Regions from separate parts of the Mus musculus genome. Here regions 1, 2, 3, 5, 6 and 7 are each linked to region 4. Evidence: chromatin contacts called from public HiCAR-type and promoter capture Hi-C data. All regions are on one chromosome and are shown on one strand. The core of a region is the stretch at or near the end of the contact, and the rest is flanking DNA. Distances in the headings are between cores, read along the strand shown.

Region 1 (2,700 bases), core at 129-2,628, 2.4 Mb before region 4:
TGTGTGTGTGTGTGCTTAAAGGCTTACCCTAAGAAGGGCTTGGAGTTACACTGGGATCCCAGACACTTGGTGTGGGTTGTAGGCTGACTAATAAGACTTTCTATTGGCTTAAACCCACATCTGAGCAGTCTTCTCTTGTGGATGCCCCACAACACGATTGTTTATGCTACACATATAAACATTCTTTGCTTTTTGTTTTGTTTTGTTTTTGTTTTGCTTGTTTTTCTAGAAAAGCTTTCTCTCTATAGCCCTGGCTGTCCTGGAACTCACTCTGTAGATCAGGCTGGCCTCAGACTCAGAAATTCCCCTGCCTCTGTCTCCCAAGTGCTGGGATTAAAGGCATGTGCCACCACTGCCCGGCACATGTAAACATTCTTAATGTATGTTATGCCCCAGTCAGCTTCATGTTGCTATAATAAAATGTAAGAGACCAGCTGACATACAAAGAAAACAAGGTATGTTCAGCTCATGGGTTGGGAGGTTGACGGATGGAACAGAATGCTGCCAATTCTATGAAGACCTTGTGGTAAGGATGGTGGAGCTGTTGGGGGTGTATGTGAAAGGGGTGGAGAGGGAGTGAGCACATTACAAGACAGTAAACGGTAAAGAGTTAAAATGCTGTTTCTAGGAGCTCAGGAACACAAGCGCTGCATTTCTTGCTGTTACTCGCTAATCACTCCTGAGAAGTTTGTTAGACATCCGAGGAACTTTGCCCATTATTTGTTGTCACTTTGATTTTTCAGATAGGGTCCTACTCTGTAGCCCGGGCAATCTTTCTGTTTAATTCTCCCAAAGGCTGGAACTATAGGACTGGGTCACCACACCCAGCTTCTCCTCATTTTTTTTCCTCCCTCTCACTCTCCTTAATTTATTTTTAATCATGCATACAAAGTAATGGATTTCATTGTGACGTTCTTTAATACATACCTTGTTTTGTTCCTTTATTTTCCACCATCCCTTCCCTCACCATGCCCCTCCCCTCTCCTTCTGCCCCGCCCGCTTGCTCTCCGAGCCCTCCCCTTTCCTGTTATGGGTACTCTGTTATTCTCTTTTCCTCAACCTCCCTCCCCCGCCTTGAGACCGCCTCTTCCCACCCCTGAGACTCAAATGGTGTCCTTTCACAATGACTGGGAGGCCTTCCCAGCAACCCCACTGCCACCGCTGTTTCTGTCACATAGCACGCACTGGGCTGACTTTCTCCCTTTCCTCTTTTCCTGAGATCCGCAGCACATCCACCATACCCCGTCTGAAACCAGCAAGAGATGCACTGTGCCATGCTAGTGAAGCTGTGTAACAAGCGGCCTGGAGCAATGGCTGTTACAGAGTTCTGGAACTTAGATTTCCCACAATGCTGATCCGTTGCTAACCTATCTCCTCACAACCAGGGAGGCAGGCACCTGGACCCATTGGAGTGTGAGTGGGAGAAACTGAAGAGACACCGCTTTGCTCTTTTGGAGGCATCAGACAGTCAGCTGTTTCCATCGATAAAATCTCCTTAAGTCCGAGATTTAAGGAAATAACAAAATTCAGCCGAGACCCAATATGAGGCTGGAAGGCCATCGGCAGACCTGAGCTTCTATCAGTTAAATTATCTGCTTTTAAAGCCGTTCTCAGGTATAATTTTCTATTCATCGTTAGAAACAATTGCTAACATCTCGGGTATGCTTACTTATGAGTCTCAAATATGCTTTTTAAGGCATACAAGAACCAAGTAGGCCATTTTGAGAAAAAAGGATGCTGTCTTTTAAAGTTAGTCACTTATATTGAGGAGACCGTCCGTACTAACAGCACTGCACTATTCATAGAGACATTTATCTTGTGGGGAAAAATTGCTAGCCCATTTAACAGCAATTGTTGAGTTTATACCAGGTGTGTGCACAGCAGGAAAGAAGATGAAACACCGGGGTAAATCAAGGCACGCCTGATGATGACACCCTATTGAAAGGAGCCATGAAGAAGTGACATGTTTAAAAACAAAACGCAGGGAGGAGCAGGTGCTATGAAGAGTGCTTTGAAGAAGAAAAGGGGTTAGAAGGTGGTGAGGCTGGGGTGACAATGGGGATTGCTACAAGGGGGTGTTAGGACTCCTTTTGGAGAAAGTGCATACCCAGAACAATACATCCTGTATGAGAAGAAGTCCCAGGAACAACTGTGGTGTGTTCTGGGCTGGAAGAGTGGGAGAGCAGTGTTCATGATTCCAGCAACAGCTGTACAAGATGGCCACCGCACGTGACTTACAGTGCCTCCTTATCCTGTCTGTTCCCTTTGTAAACCCGTGTGCTATGTGTGTACTATTTTGAACTTAAGGGTATTAATATTTTATGCAAATGGGCAGGGCATTTTTTCTGAATAACATTAACTGGGTTTTTTCACCAATCCTTCTCTTTGGAGGATTGTATTTCCCTTATTTTAAATAAAATTCGATAATTTACTGATACATGGGTAGAATCAAGAGACCACAAGAAAGGAAATTTTGCTTTCGGAAGTATCTTTGAAACTTCTGTCAATTAATTTATATTAAATATATATACATACATACACACACACACACACACACACACACACACACACAAAGTTTTACTTGAATGTATGGGTATGCATCACGTGCACAAAGAGCTGTGGAAGCCAGAAGGCTTTAGATACGCTGAAGTTGGCCTTGTAGGCAGTTTTGAGCTGCCCAGTGTAGGTCCTGGGAAACGA
Region 2 (2,700 bases), core at 75-2,574, 2.1 Mb before region 4:
TGTTCTAGCCCTGTCCCTATCCCTAAAGGACATGAACTCACCACTTGTCACTGGCATTTCATCTCTGACGTGTATAACTTGGGAGAAGTTAGTTAACCTTTTTCTAGGCCTCAGTTTCATTATATGCTTCGTTACATGTCTACAGGGATAATCACAGACCCTACAACCTAAGAACGCTGTCAAAGGTTAGTAAGGGCTATGTCAGTGTACTTGGAATTGGGACACACAAATACAGATTTGCTGTAAAATGAGGTCACGTGCTTCCTAATATTTTACATCCGGATGCTACCGTATTCACTTGAGAATCCTCTATAAATCTCTTCCCATGTCCGGGCATCCAGATTGCCCATGAATTTTTTTTTTTAAATGATCCTAATTCCGATAAACTATTCTAACATTCAGCTTCTTGGCAAAGATACTGACAATTATGACCTCCACTCTAAATGTGTGCTGTTTTGAACCTCTATCTCCCAAACTGAATGAGTGTCCTTTCCCACGTTACCACCACAAACTTACTTTTGCTCTCGTCTTAAACAGACACATAGAAACGGAACATAGCTTGTTAAGGGGGCACGCGTTAGCCATCCTTTTAGACTCCCAACACTGCCTACTGAGACACCAAGAGCATTATTTACTGGGAGAGGATTCAGAGCACTGTCCTATGAACAGGTACTGACTGGAAGGGCGGCCAGTCATCCTTCAGAATTTCCAGTGCCACCCACACAGAGTTCTTGTATGCTCCAATAGGATTAGGAGGTGGAAGAATATATAGTTCTCTGAGGCTAAAGCACCTTAGTGGCCCATCACAACCGGTCCTGACAGAAGCTCAGGCCCCTGCAAGTCCTTACTACAAATCCAGGAAGAGAGGCGAGGCTGAAACACATTTCTACCTTTCTCCTCTCAGAAGCCGTATGCAAACCTCCCACCTCCCCTTTTTCTTGGGAAGGGGTGTCAACTTACATCCGCCATGATGAACCCCTTTTCCTCGCAGAATCGATCTCCACTCCTGGAAGGAAAACTTCCGTGACTTCCCCCGCACCCGAGGCTTAGTCACCCTCTCCAGACCCAGACAGCATCACGAGATCCACCCTCTCCAGGGCCAAGCGAGAGCCCTGGATCTCCGTCAAGGGAGTGGGGAGGTTCCCGGGGACCCTGCCCGGTGGCCAGCCCACCTCTCCCCACCCACTCTGTCCCCGAGCTGAGAGGAGCGGCGACCTCTGCAGACGCACGCGCGCTCCAGCCTGGGAAGACCTGCCCCGGTGTTCCCGCAGTTCAGTCGCCTCTCTGAAGCCGCCTGTCAAGTCGCTGTCACATTACTCGTGACCTCCGCGGGATCCAGGAAGCACTTGCTGCACCCTCCAGTACCGGGACTCGGAACTTCCGGGGAGACCCGGGCGGAAATTGCGCGCGCGGCCGCCCCGCCCCCTGGAGGCTTTTTTTTTTTTTCCTGCGCCTGCGCGCTGCGCCACGAGCAGCTGGGTTGGCATCTGCGGTCCTTGCACCTTAATTTCCATCCAACTCACCTACAACGGAAGATGATCCTGTGCGGAGTATGTGTACACCTTTCCCAGACCCATTATGTAAATCTTTATGAATGAAGACGTTTGAGGAGAACAAACTGAGCAGCCTACTTATTAGAAGTCCCAGGTCCTTGGATAACCTAATTTACAAGCCAGTTTCCTAACGGTGCTGCTACCACATGTTCTCTTGGGTTTTTACCTAGAAGTGCAGGAGCCATGGGCCTATGGGCTCGTTTGCTAAGTCCGTTTTGAACACGCATGCACTGGGCTGCCTGCTTTGGCTCTTGGGCCTGCATTTGTTGTATCTTCTTAAAATAAAATAAAAACTGCCTATATTTTTTGTTGGTGTTTGTACATTCAAGAAAGCCCACTGTAAGGGCAAGGCAAGAAAGCTTAGCAAAAGGGAGGCTTCTCCATTTGCTTTGGCCCGGTGTTTCTCATTACTGACGCGTTGATAACTCTTTTGTGGTAGAGGGCAGCCATGTAATCCGCTTAGGAGACTCTGGTAGAAACCCTGAGGACAAACGAAAATCACCTGGGATCTAAATACTCCCCAGTGGCTGCCTGAGCTGGGGGGAGTGGGGGGAGGGCGGGGAGGGGGAATGGAAGCTGATGGCTTTTGCTGCAGATGTTAACAGTCGTGTACCGTTAAAGAAAACGGTAAGCTCTCTAGGAGCACCTACTTTGGAATTCTTTTACTAAATCGCCACTCAAGTTTCTTTTCATTTCCACAAAGTTTTAATACTTTTATTCTTTGAGAATTTCATACAATGCATTTTGATCATATTTACCCCTGACTCTTCTGCTCTAACTCCCCTTAGGTTCACCCCCATGTCTGTACCCTTCAAACTGTGTCCTCCCCCCCCGCCCCCATAACCTATCAAGTCCAGTTTGGGCTGATCATCTCCGGGGCCTGTGGGACTAGCCAATGGAGCATGGCCAACCTACCAGAGATCACCCTTAAAGAACACTGACACCTCTCTCAGAAGCCATCAATTGCCCATAGCACTTCAGTGTAGGTAGGCTCACCAACCATCCCCACTGCATGCTAGAATGTTGGCTGGCTTGATCTCCGGCAGGCCCGCTCAGCTGTGTGAGCCAGCGTGTTTGTGATAGCATTGGTTGGCCCACTGTGCATGAAGTTGTTCTTTAGTGTCTCAGCCCCCCTTTTGTTCATCCT
Region 3 (2,700 bases), core at 82-2,581, 2.3 Mb before region 4:
TGTAAAACACGGCACTTTTGAACACACGGCTTTAGTTTGGGTCACGAGGTGAATCTCTATGGCAGCGAGTCTGAGGCTTCTCCCAGACCAGCAGTGATGCTTAAAGCACATTTTAATCCACTAATCCAAGTCTAACAAGTATTTAAGAACATTTTACAGAAAGATAAAACAACTCTGAGACTTTACTTTAGCATATCTTAAAAAGAAAAAACCTGGATGGTTAATTCTTGGATATAAGTTATCAGACAGGATTACAAAACTCAAAACTGAGTAATACTGACAAAGACTATCTGGTGTGGGGAAGAGCATACGTCACTTAATGCCAAAGACAAAAACCCGGCTGTTATCAAATCGACTAAAACGGCCCTCGTAGTCTTTAAGCTTTCTTTTCGGTAACTCTAAAATCAATACATGCCTACTTCAGGGTATTTTTATGTTATTTTATTTTTTTTTATTTTTAAACGCGTTGGTCTGTACCGCAGTAGCAATAGCCCTTTGTTCAGTTGTCAAAGTCCCTTTGGCTTGAGTTCTGGCTTGGGAGGGAATCTCAGGAGAGCTTTTTTTTTTTTTTTTTTTTAAATGAGTAATTTTACATCTCCGGACACGCAACCACATTTTAAACACAAAATATTTCAGTGGCAACCGGTAACGCGTCCATCTTAACCTCATCCTCAGCTGACCACGAGGCCGAGCCGCCTGGGCAGCAACTGCCCCTCGGCGCCCTTACATGCGACGGCCTGACCCAGGGAAGGAAAAAGAGGAAAAGAAGGGAAAACGGCTCGCCTGCCCTCTAGGCGCAACGCAGCGTTGCGACAAGCTACCCTGAGACTCCACATGGCTCCTTTCTGCCACACTTCCGGTAGGGACTCTCCTAAACAACAGAAACCCGGAGCGCACACCGCGGCGACAACCGGGCGCGCGCACGCCCCGAGCGGGGCCCTGCGCCCGCGAACGAACCGCAGCTGACCAATCACGACTCTGGAAGACGGCACGTGAGTGGCGAGGGGCGTGGAAAACGCACACCTGACGCCACTTCCTCCGCAAACCGGCAACTACTTCCCAGGCCCTCACCCTCTACTCCGGAAGCCTTGGTTGCAGCGGAGGCTAGGGTAGCTCACGCTCCTTTGGCATCCGAAAGGATACCAACGGGCAGGGGCACGACAGCCGCAGTGCCATATTTACCGTGCCGCGGGGCCGGTGGGGAACGCCGGGGTGCGGTTAGAAAGCCTTTCTGAAGTGTTCTCGGCTCCACGCGGTCGTCCTCCTTCAGAAACTTCAACTCCCAGAGGCAGAGGCGGTGGTTGCGCGCCCGGTTACGGCACTTACGGCTTACGTCATCGGACTGCGCTAACTCCAAACCGGAGAAAGAGGAGGAGCCTGTAGGGGGCGGGGTCTGGGCCTGGGTTTTGCGGGAATGGTTAGTGGCTACCGCGAGGCGTTTTTCCCGGTCAAGCGTTGCATTTCTACCCACAGGCCTGTGTAAGCTCGGGTCTCGAGGCGAAGATCGCCCCACTGAAAGAAATTGAAATGCGAAACAGACGAAATGCTCTTATTTTTTTCTGCGTTGAGAGGATGATCTAGTATTGCCCAACGTACTTCTAATTTATGTAAGAAAGTTACCAATGGTCTTTCATAAGTGAAAAAATTGTAAACTGAAATTTTTAATAGAAATTCATCGAACTTAGGAATTTTAAAGTTTTCTTTTTATGTCCTTAGTAAAACATAATACTTTACAGTCCATCCTTTGAGGTTTTGTTTATGCTGTTTTGCAAAACACTAGTGATATTTCATCGTTTGTAAATACTTGACCTTATATAATCTTTTTGCTAAATATAGACCAAGTCAACCGAGGGAAAAAGAAAAACCAAACAGTTGGGTAGGTTGGTCTTTTTGTAGTTGTTTTGTTTTAATTTGGCTTTTCTGATGGATGAATCTGTAGAATTTGCAGATAAAAAACTATTTTTCAAATAAAGACCCATCATTAGATTTTTCTTGTTGCTTGACCTTTTGAACTTGTTACAGGCTCTTAAATGAACTGAATCGTCTCTGAATTTAGTGTGTGGGGGAGATCTTTTTTAAACTCTGTTTTTATTTGGAAAAAGATGTGGATCACATGCTCTGTGTTGTGGATCTCTCAAATCTTAGAGATTTCTGTTAACTGAACATTGGCAGTAAAATGTGAATCCACTTATGAGCTGTTAGTAGGGCATCTTTTTTCGGCTGCCTCCGTATCAGGGCAGAGAGTAGCTGAGGGAGGGTTAGTAACTGGATATGGAGCCCTTCACATGTAGGTCATTAAATTCAGGCTGGCAGAGTGGTGTGCCAGATCTTTCAGCAGCTGTTCTGTTGCCCTTATGGGATCTGTCTTTAAAATAACGGTACAGTTTTAGAGGTAATGCCTAGCATCCTTGATATCTAAAAGAGTTTTTAAGTTAGGAGAAAAATCCTCATTTTTATGATGTGACCAAATTTGACTTGGTTATTTGATCTCATGGTTGCAGAATCAATCCAAAGTATGAAAAAAAAAAAAAAAAAAAGGTACGAGTAAAAACTGCAGTTTAGCCAAAGAAGCATATAAAAGTTTAAGATAAAGTCCTGTGATGTAAGGAAGTCATTGATTTATAAAACTCAGGCTTGTTTAACACAGTTGACAGTTCATTGTCTTTGGCTTAGGATTTTGTACAGCAATGACTAAATGAT
Region 4 (2,700 bases), core at 64-2,563:
TACCATTCCTATCTAAAGTTCATATCTTGGGTGAGTTTCCGCCCTCAACTACTTCGTAGACCTATCCGTTTTTCTATAGATCAACAAGTCCTCTGGTAGCTCAACTTCTCATTTTGGCTTGCCAGATCTCTAACTCAAGTCCCTTAATGCCCGGTGAACCAACCGGTGAGGATCAAATGACCGCTTCAAACTTGAAAAACTTCACGAAATCCTTTCTCTGGTGCTACTGCTCTGGGGATGGGAATCTGAGAAAACTGCAGAGAACGGGGCCACCCTTACCTGGTTGAAGTGCAGCTGGCCCAGGTCCAGCGCTCCCTGCTGGGATGCAGCCCCCAGACGCTCCAGCAGGCGCCCCAGCTGCGCGGCCGACAGGCTCCGGTTGGCGCCGAACACGCTCAGCACATCCTCACTGAAGGCGAGCTCCGGTCCCTCCGAGGGGTGTCCCAGGCTGGTGGCCGCCAGCAGCAGCAGCCCGGCCACTGCCCGGCCCGGAGCCATCGTGGAGCGCGCAGCTCCGGAGCTAGCTGATGCAGGGACCCGCGCCGGTGCCCCGGTGTCAGTGCCGTTAGGGTGGGGGTGGGAGGGTGCGCCGGTCCCGCGTCACTGCCTGGCCCAGTTAGCGAGACACTCCGTGCCCCCGCTCTGCAGTCTCAGACCTTCGGGGCATTGAAGAGGTAGAACAGCCAGAAGGGCGATAGGCAGTGTGGCCTCTCGGAGCCTCCTGCGGAGCCTGAGATAAAAGGAACAAAGGGGGACAGAGATAAAGGGCACTGGGTCAGCAGTCTGCGGGCCCCAGAGCTCTGAGTGGCCAGAGTCTCGAACTCCGAGCCGGGCGTGGGGCCAGCTGCCCGGAGCCTGGTTTGCTGAAGCCCCAGGATTTGCTTACAGTGTGGTGACTCTCGCTTGTCCCGGATATAAAGCCCCAACCGCGCCACACTTCGGGGAACTAAATCCTCTGACTGTGCAACCCCAACTCCTCTTCCTGTCTTGAGGCTTTTTTTTCCCGCCGCAGAAACGTGGAAGGGTCGGGACTGAAGCTCCCACCCCCCAAAAATCTGCAGAGAAACACTCCCTCGGGGTCCCCAGGTTCCCGCGTCTACGCTGGACCCTCTCTGCACAACTGGCTGTGAGCTTGGCAAGTTGAAACGGAGAAGTTGCTAGCCTCTCACCTCTACTGTCTATGTCAGCCCCTGAGGTTCAAATATATTCAAAATACTTCTCTCTCTCTCTCTCTCTCTCTCTCTCTCTCTCTCTCTCTCTCTCTCTCTCTCTCTCTCTGTCTGTCTTTCTCTCTCCTTTCTCTAAGAAACTCTGAGATCAGGCCCTGCACCCTTTAGAGATAAGAAGGGGAGGGAGAGTGTTGTCCCCGCCCCTGAAGCACGTGGTGTCACACTCCCCCAGGCTGATCTCCCAAGTGCGTCCACGCCGGGGCGCTTACCTCTCTGTCTGCCATCCCAGCCGCTGTGGTGCCTACTCCCTGGAGCCCACCTCCACGGTGGGATCCCTAGCCCCCTTCCTGGTGTCCCGGCCCACTTTTTTGGTGACCTCCATGAAATCAGCTTCCTGCAACGGTGTCTAGAGCCCCTTGCATTGTCTCAAAAATGAACAGGAATTGGTTTTTTGCCTCACTTCTTAAAAATCAGAGGAGAAAGAGGAAACCAAATCAGTCGCAAGTTGGTGGGCTAGCTGAGCCAGCAGGGGCCTCGCGGGCCCTTCCTGACGCCGCTCGGGATATCCGCAGATCACAAGGAATGTTTATTTGCTCAGACGAAGGTTCAAGAAAAGCTGAGTTGGGTGTCAGGTCAACAAGTTTGTGTAAAGTGAATGTGGTGTTTGGGGACAAAGGTTGTGTCCGGTGGATGAAACGATCTAGAAATAAAGAAATAAAGTGAAACCCGCTCGGCTGTCAGAAAAAGAATTCAAAGTGCTGTTCATGCCTTTCAGGATGGGTGTGTGTGTGTGTTTTACCCTCCTAAAAACAGCAAGTTTAAAAACAGGCAGACAGCTAACAGAAAAACAAGGTAGAAGGAAAAAGAAACTATTACTCATAAGAAATTTGGCGCTCTCCCTCTCTCTTTCTCTCTCTCTCTCTCTCTCTCTCTCTCTCTCTCTCTCTCTCTCTCTCTCTCTCTCCCCCCCCCCGTGTGTGTGTGTGTGTGTGTGTGTGTGTGTGTGTGTGTGTGTGTGTGTGGCAGGAGGGGGGGCGGGGGCGGGGGTGCTGGATTCTAGGAAGATGGGGGCCTAGGCAAGAACAACAGAAGGACTTTCCTGTGATAGAGGTGGGGATATGTTCCGTCTCACACCAGAGGCATTAGGCAGCTGTACAGGGCAGCTGCCAGGAGGAAGTTTTCTGCATAAGTGTGCCAAGCCTTAATGTGGAGAATAATTTCTTCATGACTGGAAGCAATTCAGATCAACAGATCCCAGGTGAGAAGCACTCACCTGTACATGACAAAAAGCCCTGCCTTGAAAGGCAGTGAACTAAATGATCCTGAGGCTGGACTCTTTCCAATTAAAAAAAAAAAAAAATCTGTCCGATGTTGGTATTAATTTACAGAACGGTACTGATGCTCAAAGGGCAAACCTCTCACAAAAGGGCCAAATGTAAGTTGATAGCACAAAGGAGCTCTTGCATCTACCCAGCTGATAAGTTTCTGATTAAAAAAAAAAAGTCTCTTCAACTTTTTAGTGGAGTTTTAA
Region 5 (2,700 bases), core at 195-2,694, 2.0 Mb before region 4:
CAAGGGAGCTACCAGGAAACAGGAGAGTACAGGGGGTTACTTAACTGGTGTAAGATAAAAAACAAAAAAATACCGATCCTGTGGTACGCATGAAAATACTTAACACTACTAAACTGTACACCTAAAAATGATAATTTTTATTTCACACTTTTTACAATTAACTTTTCTTTCACTATCTTTTCCTGCCCTGTCCCAATGCTAACAAAAAGGTAAAGTGAAAATCAGCAGAGATAAAAGGCTTCAACGATGTAAAAAGAATTAAGAAAACAATAAATTAAAACAGGGGGCTGCTTATCAAGTTTCCTCTTAATCCTCTTAACCTGGAAATTCTTTCAACAACAGTTAAATGTCATCCTATGGGCATGGGAAAAAAAAAAAAAGACAAAACCAAAAAACGGTAGTAAAGGCCTTGTAGAGATTAAAACTCAGTGCCTATTATGACTTTGCCCATTCCTATACGACCTTGGGCAAGGTATTTTCATTCATTTCATTCATTCATTCATTCATTTGGCAAAAGTTTCTGCACATGGTCAAATAACACGGTACTTTTCTGAGGAATAAGAGGGGCATATAAAATACTAGGCACAACTCGTGGCGCTTTGTGAGTGTTGTGTTGACTGTAGAGTTAGACAATGAATAAGGTGAATTAAAGTAGGGTAAGTCCATAGCCTACTCTTTAGCGATGTACCGAACTTGCGGGTACTTACGGTGCCATATCAAACCAGACACTATTTAGGAATCATCAATAACTTCACCATCCCTTTCGAAAGTGGAGCTGTCTTGTAAGGGCTCTCTCCTCCCTGGGAAAAGCAGTGTCATCTAAGGTATTCGAAGATACTTGCTTAAGGAACGGACAAATTACAGAACCCGGGGATGGTGAAGCCCGAGAAGCCGCTGGAGTCCCCGCTCCTGTCACTTCACAGGGGCCTAGGCTGATCTGGGGAGGGGACCCGTCACCCAGCACCCCACAGCGCCCCGCCTGTGTCCCTGAGTGCTGGAGCGGCCGCGGCCGGCGGGGCGCAGGGCGCGGGGGCCGGGGTCACGGCGGGGGCCGGGGCTCACCGCGCGCGGCCGGCAGCGGGTACAGCTTCTCGGCCTTCTGGAGGAAGCGCTGGGCCTTGTCGCGGTTGCCGGCGCTCAGGGCCTCGCGAGCGATCTGCACGCATTTCTCCGCCTCGTCGCGGTTGCCCTCCATGGCTCGCGCCTGCCTCGGTGTCCGCGGCCGCGCAGCTGCGAGGGGGGCCCGCCGCGGAGGAGGCGAGGCGGCCGGGCGGGGCACGGCGCGGCACGGCGCGGGGAGGAGCGGGCACCGCGGCGGCGGCCCGGCGACGGGCGGCCTCGCAGCTCCGCCTCCTCACGGCCGCCTCCCCGCCCCCCGCGGCCGCAGCGGCGCCAGCCGCGTCCCTCCCGGGCCTGGCGGACCGTAAAGCCGACGCGGTAACCCGGGAGGAGGGCGGGGAGGCCGTGGGTTGGCGGAGCGCGGACGCCCCGGCCCCTAGGCTCCGGTGTGGCCCGGAGCCCGCCTTCCGCGCCACCGGGGTGGGGACAGGGACCCTCACGACCAGATCCACAAGGATCAGAGGCCAGGCCTCCTGGCCCTTAGGTCTTGGGAAGCCCTGGGCCTCCGTTAGGGAGTGATTGCCGCATGGATTCGTCCTACAGGCGCTTCCTGCTTTGGATCGGAAGCCCTGGAACCCCCAACCCCCGCAGTTCCCCAGCCCTTCTCAGCGGCACATCTGACCCACCTGCCACCTGGCAGGTACAATGCAGCTCTTTGGGTTAAAGCAGCTGTAAGGCAGGAAGTTCTTTCATCCACATAGGCTGCTTAAGCACCTCCTATTCTGTTTGATTTGCTCCAGGAATTAGGATACATGTCTTAAGGCTCAGGGAGGGGAAAGGGGTCAATGTATAATAATGGAACATGCTTGGCATGAATCAAGATGTGACTAGCATTTCACACCTGTGTCTGGTCACTAAAAGCAAATTATATCCGAAGTTCATTCGGTGGAGGTACTTTCGTTGTACCCTGAGGGTCTCTGTACTTGTGTCCCACCTTAGGATACAGGCCCTTTCACATTAGTTAACTGTCAATTGGGGGGGGGGGGGACGCCAAAAGCAGTTACCTCCAGCTTCTTCCCAAGTTTTAAGACCCTAAGAGGTCATATGATACAAAGAAACAACAAAAGTACCACGGGGTTATGACTACAGATGCACTGTTTAATTAGTAAGCAGAGAATGTACTTGTTGCTGAGTGAGATCTAAGGTAAGTCCCGATTATTAAGCAAGTTTAAAGCTAGTTTGGGATATGACCTTTATTGAGCTTATCCACCAGAGTGGAAACAATGTCTGTACAAAACCAAATGCTTGTTACTATAACTTCTGCATCACAATTAAAATCCAAACAGTTTTTTAAAAACAGTCAACTCAATCAAAACCCACTACTTCAGAATCAATAGCTTCTTTGAAGCCACAGTAACACTTAAATATGGTTAAGACTCGAATGCAGAAATTTGGTTGGTTGGAAGGCTAATTAAGCCTCCAACTTGCTCAAATAGAATTACAAAAAGGCAAAATTGTGTTTTTCACAGAGATACAGTCCACTGGAATCACCAACACTGGACAGCTGTTAGGAATATTTAGAGTCCTGAGATAATAAGGAATCCAGGCATCCTTAAACAGTCTTCTGTTGTCCTTTCTTCC
Region 6 (2,700 bases), core at 2-2,501, 2.1 Mb before region 4:
GTGCAGCTATCTCTGTCCTTACTAGACTGGATGCTCACTGAAGATGGGAGACATTCATTTTTTGTAGCCTGTTTATTGATTCATTTCCTATCCAGAGAGGGTCTCCTTCACAGCCCAGGCTGACCTCAAGCATACAGTCTTACTTCTCAACATCCAGTGTGAGGATTAAAGGCATAAACAACTATGCCCGTTGAATGTTTATTCTGCAATCTTCTATTGTCTCTTTTAACTGGATGCTCTGCCAGCTGAGACAGATCAGGGCATTATTAAGACATAGGAAGGAAACAGCAGCAACAGTTTCTGCTGTTGAGTCCAGAGAAGAGTCAGAGTGTCATGTGATTAAAGGATTCTAAACTTCAACTGTATCCGCTTTAAAGTAATAATAATAAATAATAATAGATGACATTACTTTATATGCAATGGGTAAATATGCATTATATATAAATGAAGTTTCAAGAGTATACACCAAATATACATAAATTTCTGGGGTGGTGACATAGCTCACAGAAGGGTCTCAAAGTTGATAGCAATTTTTATTATAGCATTAATAAAACAGAAACTTAAATGGCTTGTTATAAATCACCTTGAATATTTAAAACACCTGGTTCTATTCATTTAAATAAACTCGTGGTATTTCTATTGTGATCTTGGAACATAGATTCATCTTATTTTTTTATAAGTATTTTGAAACTTTCCTCAAAAAAAAAAAAATACCCCCAAATATTTTAGGCTTATTTCATCTAATCCTTTATATACTTTTAAAATGAAAATAAACCATCAAGTTTAGATATTACATTCTTGTATTCAAACAAATTTTCTCCCCTTAGACCTGGAAAACAAGATGGTTTACTTTGCAAAGGAACGAACTGAAATATTTCAAAGACCAGATGGTGAGAAAGACATGCGTACCCTCCCCTCCCCCACTCTCCCCTCTTCTCTCACCCTCACCCCATCCCCACTCCCGCCGCTGCTTAGGTGTTGGTTCCGTGAGGTTCTAGACATCCTCTGAAACAAGAGTCTAGAGACCCAATTATGAGGGGGCGGGGCACACTGGCCACAGAGTTTGTTCGGAGATCAGAGACAACCTATGGAGTTGCATCTCTCCTTTCAATAAGCAGTTCATGGGAATCAAACTCGGATTATCAGGCTTGATTTGACCACAAACATCTTTACCCACTGAGCCATGTTGCCAGCCCAGGATCGGGGCTCTTGATCCTGATCTATTCTGACTCTGCTAAAATGAGGGCTCCCTCCAGAGGCTGCTGATTGGTCAGTGCAGCTGTCGCTCTCCGCAGTATTTGGCTCCCTCTGCTTGGGACAAAGGAATTCTTCCTTTGCCTTCTTGCCTAGGAGGCAATTTCCCCTTGCCTTAAATGCATATCCAGGGCTGGAGAGATGGCTCACTGGTTAAGAGCACTGACTGCTCTTCCAGAGTTCAATTCCCAGAAACCACATGGTGGCTCCCAACCATCTATAATGGGATCTCATGCCCTCTTCTGGTGTGTCTGAAGACAGCTACAGTGTACTCATATAAAAATAAATTTAAAACATCTTTAAAAAAAAATCTCCGTTCTCATTAAAATAAATAAATAAATAAATAAATAAACAAAAGTATGTCCAGTGCCCAGGTTCGTTTTATCATGCCAACTTAAAATGATTTACTTTTTCTTTATACAAGAGTTCAGCAATAGTAGAAGTTTCTAAAAGATGGGAGAAAATATGACTCCTTCCTTAAAAATCTACATCGATCTGATGTAAATTGACAAAAGGGGCATCCATCTTTTTTTTTTTTTACAAAAAATAAAATTATTTTATTTTTAAATAATGTGCATGAACATGTGCCTGTGTGGTAGTATGTACCCATGAGTATTGGTACCAGGTCAGAGGCATTGAACCGGTTGGTGCTAAAGTTACAGGCAGTTTTAAATTGCCTGGTATGGGTGCCGGGAATCGAACACTGATCCTCTGGGAGAGCAGATCACCCTCTTAACCACTGAGCCATCTGTATGGCCCAGCAATGTCTTCCCAGTGCTTAATCCATGAAAAGCTAGATCCCAAACCCCAGCGTGTGTCTCCCCTGTGTCAGGCTTTGCCATCATCTGTTATCTTAATGAAACTGACCGTTGCTCGCAGCAGAAACCTTGCTAAGGGATGGACACGCGCATTTGTTTATTTATGTGACATCATTTCGTTTTGTTTTTCAGTCACCAGAACCAATTCGGATCCTAGACCTAACAGAGTGCTCAGCTGTTCAATTTGATTACTCACAGGAACGAGTAAACTGTTTCTGGTACGATATATTCATAAAGGAAATGTTTCTAAAAGTCTTTTAAGCCAAGGAATCAAAAGCTATCTATCTTCACGTGTACACATCTGGATGGAGGGACAGGGACCTAACCTCACACGACGGTGTGGCATGCTAGGAGTGCCTCCAGTTACACAGGCCACAATACCTCCTCTAAAGTGGCTTCAACAAAGAGGCAGGCTGTCTAGGTTCAGGCTGTGCACTGCGCAACAAGGACACACTCACTCACTCACTCACTCACTCACTCACTCATTCATTCATTCATTCACATCATAAGCAACTTTACTGCTTTGAGATTTTCCTCTCAATTTTAATTATCATTTCACTGACTCTGGTGATAGATGGATCTGTCTTGTTTCGGCCCCATGTGACCCTAGCAGCAGAGGAAATGTTTT
Region 7 (2,700 bases), core at 40-2,539, 2.2 Mb before region 4:
CAGAGCTGCTTCTCCCCAGGACTGCCTCTAGGCACTGAGGACTTTCTCACCAGAGAAAGCCAGAGTCCCAGGAACCATTGGGAAACAGAAGAGAGGACGGTTCCTAAGGAGACATTGGCAGCCTGTGTAGAACAAGGTCTTCGTTCTATCAGTCTCTTTAGGATACCAAATGGAACAGCCCTCAGATGAACCCTAGTTCATCTTGGGATATTGGAGGGGGAACATGCAGAGAGAGAGCTCTTTATCCATCCACTGATACACATCCAGGCAGATGGAATTTCCTCTTTATGAGTCTAAACACCACTGCATCCAGGGTAGTTCAGCCTACTGGGTACACCCCGGACAGCGTAGCTCAGCCTACTGGGTACACCCCGAACAGCGTACGTAGCTCAGCCTACTGGGTACACCCCGGACAGCGTAGCTCAGCCTACTGGGTACACCCCCGGACAGCGTAGCTCAGCCTACTGGGTACACCCCCGGACAGCGTAGCTCAGCCTACTGGGTACACCCCCGGACAGCGTAGCTCAGCCTACTGGGTACACCCCCGACAGATGCTGTTCTTTAACTTTCTTCTGCCTTCTTACTCAGTCCTTTGCCTTGTTTGTTTTTTAAACAGGGACTCACATAGCCCAGGCTGGACTCAAATTCACCAAGTAGATGAGGATAGCCTTGAACTTCTGACTTTTCTGCCCCTACCTCTAGAGTGCTGGGATTACAGGATCTTATGGGGTGCGGGGATGGAACCCAGGTCTTTGGGCATGTTGGCGACAGCCTCTGCCCCCAAACCTTCTTCCATAAGAGAAACAAGTGTTCCCCTACAGAAACCTCAAGGGAATATTGGAAAGAAATCCTGAGCCAGTACCAGAAACAAAGTAGGTTAGAGCAGGACTGGTTGTTTACCTATAATTTTTTTAACCCCTTCAGAAGATGTATCTGACGTCGAAGCTTCCTCGGTGTTCCTTGTGCCGCTGTGTGAGGTGGGTGTGCGCGTGCACATAGCCCCCTCCCCGCCCCCCCCCCCAAACTACAGGCAAACCCTGGTAAGGAGAAGCTACAGTTTGGACTCCTAGAAAGAGTTTGACCTAATCGCCCCATCCTGGTTGGGCGGGTGGTCCTTCTGTTTTCTTTGGCAAAATCTAACTTGACAATACGTTGTGGTGACTGAGGTGCTCTGCTGCCAGAGGGGTTAGTTAGCACACTTCCTGACTGACAGAACACCCCTGCCTATGCCTCAGGCCCACGGTGGCAGAGGCAGTGTGGGAGGAGCAACCAAGTTTCACTTCCTTGCTAGCCAGAGACTCAGCCCCAGCCGGCTCCTGCCTTAGCGAGGAGGAGCAGCGCGTCCAGCAGCAGCCGATCCCATCTCTCTCTTCATACAGCACCTGGCGGGGAGTCAGCCATCAGAAGCAAAGGAACTTATGGGCAGAGCAGAACTTCTAGGAGGGAACATGAGTACCCAGGATCCCTCAGAGCTGTGGGGCAGAGCAGATGGAGGCACAGACCTGCTCCAGGATTTGGGGTAAGAGCGCTTTTTCGATGAGTACAACTTCCCAGTTCCTTGAAAAATCGCCGCTCTGACCAGTGTTTCCAGGATTCGAGTCTCTTCCCACTGCCACCTGATGGTCGTCTACCTGGCCAGTTTAATTGACCTGTAGGAACTTCCTTCTGGGGGCGCTGATTCATTGTAAAAGTGTAAGATATTTTTCTAAAAGTGAGAACAGTTACACTGAGAGAATGTGATAAAAAAAAAATCAACTTTTGGGCATCCTTCAGCAGCTGGGGAGTGTGCATACAATCGTCTGTTTCTTTGATACTGGGCTAGTTTATCATTAAAGTGAGGTGGAAGAACTCTGAGTGCACCTCTTGGCAGTGAACTGTGTCACTGGTTCCATAAACAGAAAGACTACACGGCTGTGAGTAAGAGGGATTTTTTTTTTTTTTCAAAAGAAAAAGAATGAGGAAGTTTGTACGACAATCATGTTTCTACGGTGCCTCCTTCTCACACAGCAATGGGAGCTCTTTCATAGCCTTTAGACACAAGATAACAACAGCCTGGCTTCAGATAGACAGGTTTAGGTTAGGTGACATCATCAGAGTTCATCAGAAGGGACCCTGATGACACAGCTCATCCGGACATTTAGTAAAGAAAAAAGGGCTACTCAGACAAGAAAGGAGGTTTCCTTGGAGACAAAGCCTTGCACCTACACGCTTGTGTTTCCCAAGAGAGAGGACTCTGGACCTGTTGTCTACCTAAGTGGCTGGAATTCCTCATCACCCAATGACATAAAGACATACTGTCACCTTGCATAGGATGGCAATAAACACGAAAGGGTTTTAAACCCCATCTTATCGGTCACATCAGTGAAATAACAAAGCTGAGACAGCTACCTGCCAGAGGCCCCATCCTCCTCTGAGAATGGGTTGAAATTTCTGTTTACACTAGAGATTGTATCATTTTATATTGTGTTACTGTAAAATTTCTCACGGCACTATGCTGGCACAGCAAGTAGAGGTGCTTGCGGCTAAGCCTGGCTAAGCCTGAGATTGAGTCCTGGGACCCACTCGGCAGACCTCCACACAGATGATATGTCAGACGGGTACACACACACACACACACACACACACACACACCATGCACACATGTAATGATAATTAATAAAAAGTCTAAAAGCAGCTCTCAATAATTCTCTGTTTAAATTT

The links. Promoter capture Hi-C pulls out the DNA fragments that hold promoters and counts their contacts. HiCAR-type assays count read pairs that join an accessible place to other places. Capture Hi-C pulls out chosen DNA fragments and counts their contacts.
Region 1: a contact with region 4 is called in a promoter capture Hi-C map of hippocampal neurons, with 4 times the contacts expected there. The contact joins the promoter of 4930579F01Rik here to the promoter of Slc39a8 in region 4. A contact is called at or near these places in 2 of 39 promoter capture datasets (hippocampal neurons and liver).
Region 2: a HiCAR-type map of astrocytes shows a contact between it and region 4, with 6 times the contacts expected there. The contact joins the promoter of Lamtor3 here to the promoter of Slc39a8 in region 4. A contact is called at or near these places in 5 of 39 promoter capture datasets (the C10 cell line, cranial neural crest, frontonasal cranial neural crest and 2 more), 2 of 115 datasets of contacts at active chromatin or transcription factors (astrocytes and extraembryonic endoderm stem cells) and 1 of 9 other capture datasets (adipose tissue).
Region 3: a promoter capture Hi-C map of adipose tissue shows a contact between it and region 4, with 4 times the contacts expected there. The contact joins the promoter of Trmt10a here to the promoter of Slc39a8 in region 4. A contact is called at or near these places in 9 of 39 promoter capture datasets (the 3T3-L1 cell line, the C10 cell line, cranial neural crest and 5 more), 2 of 484 Hi-C or Micro-C datasets (CD4 T cells and uterus), 4 of 115 datasets of contacts at active chromatin or transcription factors (astrocytes, neural progenitor cells, pro-B cells and 1 more) and 1 of 9 other capture datasets (adipose tissue).
Region 5: a promoter capture Hi-C map of liver shows a contact between it and region 4, with 5 times the contacts expected there. The contact joins the promoter of Dnajb14 here to the promoter of Slc39a8 in region 4. A contact is called at or near these places in 11 of 39 promoter capture datasets (the 3T3-L1 cell line, the C10 cell line, cranial neural crest and 7 more), 1 of 484 Hi-C or Micro-C datasets (B cells), 11 of 115 datasets of contacts at active chromatin or transcription factors (astrocytes, cardiomyocytes, embryonic forebrain and 8 more) and 2 of 9 other capture datasets (adipose tissue and liver).
Region 6: a promoter capture Hi-C map of embryonic stem cells shows a contact between it and region 4, with 4 times the contacts expected there. The contact joins the enhancer-like site here to the promoter of Slc39a8 in region 4. A contact is called at or near these places in 4 of 39 promoter capture datasets (cranial neural crest, embryonic stem cells, liver and 1 more) and 1 of 115 datasets of contacts at active chromatin or transcription factors (large pre-B cells).
Region 7: a promoter capture Hi-C map of pre-B cells shows a contact between it and region 4, with 7 times the contacts expected there. The contact joins the promoter of Dapp1 here to the promoter of Slc39a8 in region 4. A contact is called at or near these places in 4 of 39 promoter capture datasets (hippocampal neurons, liver and pre-B cells), 1 of 484 Hi-C or Micro-C datasets (B cells) and 2 of 115 datasets of contacts at active chromatin or transcription factors (large pre-B cells and pro-B cells).

Annotation. Positions count from the first base shown.
Region 1 is chr3:138,192,509-138,195,208 of GRCm38.p6, reverse strand. 4930579F01Rik (RIKEN cDNA 4930579F01 gene) reads left to right here and starts at 1,378. Exons shown (of 9, transcript NM_001374685.1): 1 at 1,378-1,614.
Region 2 is chr3:137,917,179-137,919,878 of GRCm38.p6, reverse strand. Lamtor3 (late endosomal/lysosomal adaptor, MAPK and MTOR activator 3) reads right to left here and starts at 1,324. Exons shown (of 7, transcript NM_019920.2): 1 at 1,216-1,324; 2 at 961-1,006. The coding sequence starts at 969.
Region 3 is chr3:138,142,079-138,144,778 of GRCm38.p6, reverse strand. It overlaps Trmt10a (tRNA methyltransferase 10A), which reads right to left and starts at 1,331. Exons shown (of 8, transcript NM_175389.5): 1 at 1,183-1,331. It also overlaps a transcript of Mttp not described here.
Region 4 is chr3:135,824,270-135,826,969 of GRCm38.p6, reverse strand. Slc39a8 (solute carrier family 39 (metal ion transporter), member 8) reads right to left here and starts at 1,313. Exons shown (of 9, transcript NM_001135149.1): 1 at 1,170-1,313; 2 at 280-730. The coding sequence starts at 498.
Region 5 is chr3:137,866,419-137,869,118 of GRCm38.p6, reverse strand. It overlaps Dnajb14 (DnaJ heat shock protein family (Hsp40) member B14), which reads right to left and starts at 1,444. Exons shown (of 8, transcript NM_001033155.1): 1 at 1,063-1,444. The coding sequence starts at 1,195. It overlaps H2az1 (H2A.Z variant histone 1), which reads right to left. Exons shown (of 5, transcript NM_016750.3): 5 at 2,197-2,700. The coding sequence ends at 2,672.
Region 6 is chr3:137,937,327-137,940,026 of GRCm38.p6, reverse strand. It overlaps Dapp1 (dual adaptor for phosphotyrosine and 3-phosphoinositides 1), which reads left to right. Exons shown (of 9, transcript NM_011932.3): 6 at 828-890; 7 at 2,205-2,290. Among named protein-coding and RNA genes, the nearest start is that of Gm19708, 5.1 kb to the left of the region's middle. Within about 2 kb of position 1,251, at least 14 of the 459 cell types and tissues checked have an H3K27ac peak or open chromatin away from gene starts, as enhancers often do. A contact at or near this core is called in embryonic stem cells, where this site is marked.
Region 7 is chr3:137,980,138-137,982,837 of GRCm38.p6, reverse strand. It overlaps Dapp1 (dual adaptor for phosphotyrosine and 3-phosphoinositides 1), which reads left to right and starts at 1,289. Exons shown (of 9, transcript NM_011932.3): 1 at 1,289-1,519. The coding sequence starts at 1,419. The region is part of intron 2 of Gm19708 (a long non-coding RNA gene); the gene reads right to left.